2 separate regions of the Mus musculus genome follow, and region 2 is linked to region 1. A link is a contact called in public ChIA-PET data. All regions are on one chromosome and are shown on one strand. Each heading gives the region's core, a stretch centred on a gene start, on an enhancer-like site or on the middle of the called end of the contact. The rest is flanking DNA. Distances are from core to core; before and after follow the strand shown.

Region 1 (2,775 bases), core at 135-2,634:
ATTGTGTTGATCATATTACAGTGTATGGCTCTACACCCAAGAATATATGGACAGCTCAGATTGGAATCAGTGGGTTACAGAAAACACAACAAACAAAACAGAATATTAAGTCGGGAGTCAGACAGATCTGGGAGGAATTGGGGGAATTGAGGGAAGGGTAGGGCTGAATATAATTAAAATATTGTGTACATGTATGAAATTTGCAAAGAATTATTGAAATATAAAAGCTAAAATATTGAAATCTTATTAATATGTTCTTGGCATTAGTGTGCATATTAGTTTACACATTTGCAAAACAGGGAGCTGATATTGTGAATAAAAAGAACACACCCAGTGGGGGGCAAAAGGTCAACTTTGACTTATGTGTTGGAGGAGAGGGACATAGATGTTAAGGAAAGGTTTCAGCCCAGAAGAAAACAGAAGAGAATTTCTCAGAAGATCCCATTTCTCAGCTGTCCATTTTGAGCAATGCAGCTGCAGTGTCATTAGGACACTGTGGCCACAAGGTGGTGAGGAAAGAAGTCAATTTCAGAGAGTTTGCCATGAGGCTGTGGAAGTGTGTGTGTGTGTGTGTGTGTGTGTGTGCGTGTAGCAGGGGGTGGTGGTGTAGGGAGGCAGCAATAAGGACAAATAAAGAAGCTTAGAGAAGAGTCTGGAGAGTATGGCTAATAAGATGCTTCATTAGCATAATTTTTGGCGGGGGTGTTCCGTGATGGCTGATGGCTGGGGTAGAAGGCAAGAAGCACAGTTGTCTACACGGACTAACTATGGCAACAATTTAAAGTGCTTAAGGACATGTGGACAGGAAGGTCCAGGAGTACCCGCAGTGAAAAGAAGCAGAAGAGAAAGCATGCATACTTTCCAGAGCCAGAAGATCTGAGGTTTCTGAGGTTGTCTCATCATGGGCAGGATGACTGGAGTCGAATGATCGATCACTAAGGCAGCTTGTGACCTCAACTCCTAGCACAATAACCACGTATGCTATGTGTTCAATAAACAACAGTTCTGAGTAAGTAGATCACAGATCATATGCATCTTTTGCTCACTGAACAGCTTAGCAGAGCAGTGTGATAAAGTCGAGGTCTGATACGGGGTCTCCACGGTCCTGACCCAGGGCTCATTTCTTTTAGTGATCTTGTCTTAGAATTTGTCGTCTGTGTTCTCTTATTCGGAGACACCATCCTGACCTCCTGACAGGCTTAGGCAAAGGGAAGTTCAAATTCAGCGTTTCCCTTTCTAAGATGTGTGGTCAAGGCAAATACAGAACCGGCTTAAACCTCTGCTGTGTCAGGTGCCGAATGTTTTCTCCTTTGTAGAGTAGTATTAACTTCAGAAGAGCTGATCTAGTGCTAGGGTCTCCAGGACGCTGTTCACCAGTGCTACCACAAGATGGCAGCAAAGGAAAGCATGTGCCTGTGAAGAGGCCCTTAGGCCCAATCCTAAGGCTCTCCAGTGGGTTCAGAAAGCAGATCTGCTCTGATAGGAGTTTTCACTGTAACCTCCCCGCCCACAGGTTGCCTCCACTATTTGGTTATGCATCCTCACCGTAACGTTCTGAAGTTTATGTCGCACAGATCACACTTCCATTTGGGGTCTGTTTAGCCATCTTGGAAACCCATGACTGTCATTAAAAGAAGTCTGGTGTCTGTGAGCTCTTGTAGAGAGCAGACTGAGGGCTTCAAAGGCTGTGCGAATTTTTAGTCTGATTAAGGAAAAGGCAATAACTGTGCCTTAGTTAGGGTTTTATTGCTGTGAACAGACACCATGACCGAGGCAACTCTTTTTTTTTTTTAAATTTATTAGGTATTTTCTTCATTTACATTTCCAATGCTATCCCAAAAGTCCCCCATACCCTCCTCCCCACTCCCCTACCCACCCACTCCCACTTCTTGGCCCTGGTGTTCCCCTGTACTGAGGCATATAAAGTTTGCAAGACCAATGGGCCTCTCTTTCCAATGATGGCCGACTAGGCCATCTTCTGATACATATGCAGCTAGAGACACGAGCTCCAGGGAGGGCACTGATTAGTTCATATTGTTGTTCCATCTATAGGGTTGCAGACCCCTTTAGCTCCTTGGGTACTTTCTCTACCTCCTCCGTTGGGGGCCCTGTGATCCAGTAGCTGACTGTGAGCATCCACTTATGTGTTTGCTAGGCCCCGGTTTAGCCTCACAAGAGACAGCTATATCAGGGTCCTTTCAGAAAAATCTTGTTAGTGTATGCAATGGTGTCAGAGTTTGGAGGCTGATTATGGGATGGATCCCCGGGTATGGCAGTCTCTAGATGGTCCATCCTTTCATCTCAGCTCTAAACTTTGCCTCTGTACCTCCTTCCATGGGTGTTTTGTTCCCATTTCTAAGAAGGGGCAAAGTGTCCACACTTTGGTCTTCGTTCTTCTTGAGTTTCATGTGTTTCGAGGCAACTCTTATAAGGACAACATTTAATTGTGGCTGGCTTACAGGTTCAGAGGTTCAGTCCATTATCATCAAGGTGGGAGCATGACAGCTTCCAGACAGGTATTGTCCAGAAGGAGCTGAGAGTACTACATCTTCATCTGAAGGCTGCTAGAATACTGACTTCCAGGTAGCTAGGATGAGGGTCTTAAAGCACAAGCCCACAGTGACACACCTACTCCAACAAGGCCACACCTCCAAATAGTGCCACTCCCTGGGACAAGATATTCAAACTATGACAGACCATATTGTAGCAAAAGCACATACGGGATTTGTTGGAGGAAACAGAGAGTTAGAAGGGCATAGGTGACATTGCTCAGCA
Region 2 (2,775 bases), core at 162-2,661, 80 kb after region 1:
TAGATACATAGCTGAAGCCATGTCTATGCTCAGCAGTAACTTACTCTCCAAAGAGGATCTGTGACTGAGGAATGGCTCTGGAACCTAAGGGAGGGTACTAAATGTCTCCTGAAGCATGCTCCCCTGCCCTTTACCCTGAGACCCACAGAGCACATGCTAGATGACACATAGCTGGATCATCCATGGGCAAATCCCCACGTATACTAGAGTACCACCCTCTAACTGTTCTGGAAGAGGCTTAGATAACTCAGACTCAAACATGCTTTTCCTGCCACTGATCCATTTTCATTCTAGTATCAGGGAGCTGCAGGTAAGATGCAGAAACTGTTAGCTAAAACACACTAGATAATACAGTCTGCAGGAGTTAGGGTGAGAGAGAGGCAAGTGCACTTTTAGCATGAATGAGTAAAGGGTTTTGCTCACTTCTGGGCTAAACTGTAATGTCTATACAGGCTAATTATGAAGATTCTCTGAAAATTCCCTCTGCTCATTATCCTAGTTCCTTTTGTAGAGTATCCAGAAGACAAAATGATTTTAATTTTGGCATGTAAGCCCTTAATTATATTATGAATAAGAAAAATCACACCTGCTATTTGGGGGGGATGTTGAGTGAGGAAAATGTTTGTTTCTTTCCTTTTTTTTTTGTGCATAGACACAATGGAATCTGAACTAGGAACTGAAGGTGGAAGGTATTCATGTTAGAGTTTGCTGTCTGTAGGTAGGGATCAGAGAATCTCATTGAGAATGGGGCCGGTAAGTTATAACAGGGCATGTGCACACCATTGTGAATTCTCCTAACTGGGAAAAGCACAATCTCCAGGCAGCTGAATAAACTCATAAAGGAATCGTTAACAGGAGCTTCATGAAATAGTGGGTCAGGCTCCTGAAATTTGCTGCAAGTACCCTGCTGTTCTTGCTGGAGGCTCCTGCAGATGTGAAACACACCCTGGGCTCAGCTAAGGAAAAATGGTCTGCTCTTGGCAATGAAAGGGAGCAGTTGACTGAAGCAATATACCCCACCTATCTTTGCTTCTCCCCAGTACAGGTTTGAAATAGAAGAAGGAAATAGAGAATGTCACCAGCACAGTGACAGCTTGCCATATTTGAACGATTTGCCTAAGCAAGGCATTGTCTTGGAGACTATCATAATAACTTGTGTGATGGTTTATGACTGTCAAATTGACAGGATGCAGAATCATCTAGTCTGGGAAGTGCAGAGCATGCATGTGAGGGACTATCTACAAATGTTATCCTTGGGACACACATGGGCTTTTATTGACTAAGTTACCTGAGTAGGAATAGTCACTCTATCTGTAGGTGACACCTACATGAACTGGCTTCCTGAACCAAATATGAAGGTGAAAAGGAGCCAGACCTTAACATTGACTGCACCTTTCTTCCTGACTGTGAAGGTAATATGACCATCTGCTTCAAGCACCCTGATTTCCTTACCACGATGGACTGAACCTTGAACTGTGAATCAAAAGAAATCCTCTCTTCCTTCACTGCATTGCCAGTTTTTACTTATTTATTTATTTTTTAAGTCACAAGAACAAAAAGTAGCCAGACAACTTGTGACTGAGGCATGTATAACGACCTCCTTTTACGGAAGGGAGTGCAGGCTCGGAGATGTCATTTTTCTTATCAGAGGTCACGCAGAAAGGAAGTAGCAAGGGAGGGGTTAAGCTTGACTCACAGTCTATGGTTTACTATCAAATTTAGATAGAGGATTAAGTCTGATCCAATACAGCAGACATGTGAAAAATCAGACAGTGTTTAAGATATAAGTGATACCGGGCTCAGTGCTTACATTTACATCAGGTTTTGAGAATCCATGTATGTTAAACTATCAGGGTTACAATGGAAGTGAATGCAAAGGCTTAGCAACACTACTTGGCTTTACTGACTCAAAGTGGAAGAAACCCTTTTGATGCTTACTGAGTCAAGGCGTCTTTGTTCCTTTGGCATCTTTCCCTTAAAGTGCAGAGACGAGGCTTTCTTTATCTAATGAGTATCTCCCTTCATGGCCTTCAGTTTACTCATTATTTCAAAGATCATAAGGAAAAAAAAAACCCAATCAAACCAAACCAAAGGAAGAACAGAGAAAGCAAGACCACAGCCCTTGTGCTCTCTAATCCCACCAACATTGACAGTAATTTACTTCAGAAAAAAAAAAAAGCCACTGTGGAGACTCGGTTCTACCTTGTGCTCCAGGCTGGAGTCTTTAAACATCAGTGAGAATGGCTTGATATGCTCTCTTCTCAACTTATCGCCACTCCGCAAGTCGATGGTATGCTCTATTCTCTTGTTAATTTCCTCAGGCCCAGACTGGACATGCAAAGCTTGTGCGAGATGGTTTGGAAGCAGATTTATTGAATTTCTTGTTAGGGCAGCCAGAGTCTAGAGGGAAAGCACATGCAGATACAATAAACCTGCTAGTCCCCTTAGGATCCAAAAGAAACGCAATGTTGTTTTAGATCATGTTGCATTGCATACAGTCACAGCATCCCATGCACTTGTATTCAGTGGAGCCTACCACATGTGATCAGTTAGCAGCCTTTGGTTCAGAGAAACACAACCTGGCAAAATGTCACAGGGAGAGGAGTGATCTCTTCCCTCTGTGTGGCTGAATTCCTTTGGTTTGAGGCATTTAGGGAGCTGTTGCCTGAGAAATGGGAGTCACCACTGTTTCTCTAACCTGGCACATCCCAGGTATGAGAGAAAGAGAACCAATAAGTAACAGAAAGTCTGTGTATCCAACAATCTCAGCAAAGG

The links. ChIA-PET counts read pairs in DNA pulled down with a chosen protein or histone mark.
Region 2: a contact with region 1 is called in an SMC1A ChIA-PET map of the G1E-ER4 cell line, with 7 read pairs. The contact joins two enhancer-like sites. A contact is called at or near these places in 1 of 39 promoter capture datasets (hippocampal neurons), 1 of 15 datasets of contacts at CTCF or cohesin (the G1E-ER4 cell line) and 15 of 484 Hi-C or Micro-C datasets (the AML12 cell line, the G1E-ER4 cell line, the HL-1 cell line and 10 more).

Annotation. Positions count from the first base shown.
Region 1 is chr15:64,686,002-64,688,776 of GRCm38.p6, forward strand. No RefSeq gene overlaps it. Among named protein-coding and RNA genes, the nearest start is that of Gm30691, 57 kb to the left of the region's middle. Within about 2 kb of position 1,385, at least 12 of the 459 cell types and tissues checked have an H3K27ac peak or open chromatin away from gene starts, as enhancers often do. A contact at or near this core is called in the G1E-ER4 cell line, where this site is marked.
Region 2 is chr15:64,765,605-64,768,379 of GRCm38.p6, forward strand. Adcy8 (adenylate cyclase 8) reads right to left here. Exons shown (of 18, transcript NM_009623.2): 8 at 2,203-2,400. Among named protein-coding and RNA genes, the nearest start is that of Gm30752, 32 kb to the right of the region's middle. Within about 2 kb of position 1,412, at least 1 of the 459 cell types and tissues checked has an H3K27ac peak or open chromatin away from gene starts, as enhancers often do. A contact at or near this core is called in the G1E-ER4 cell line, where this site is marked.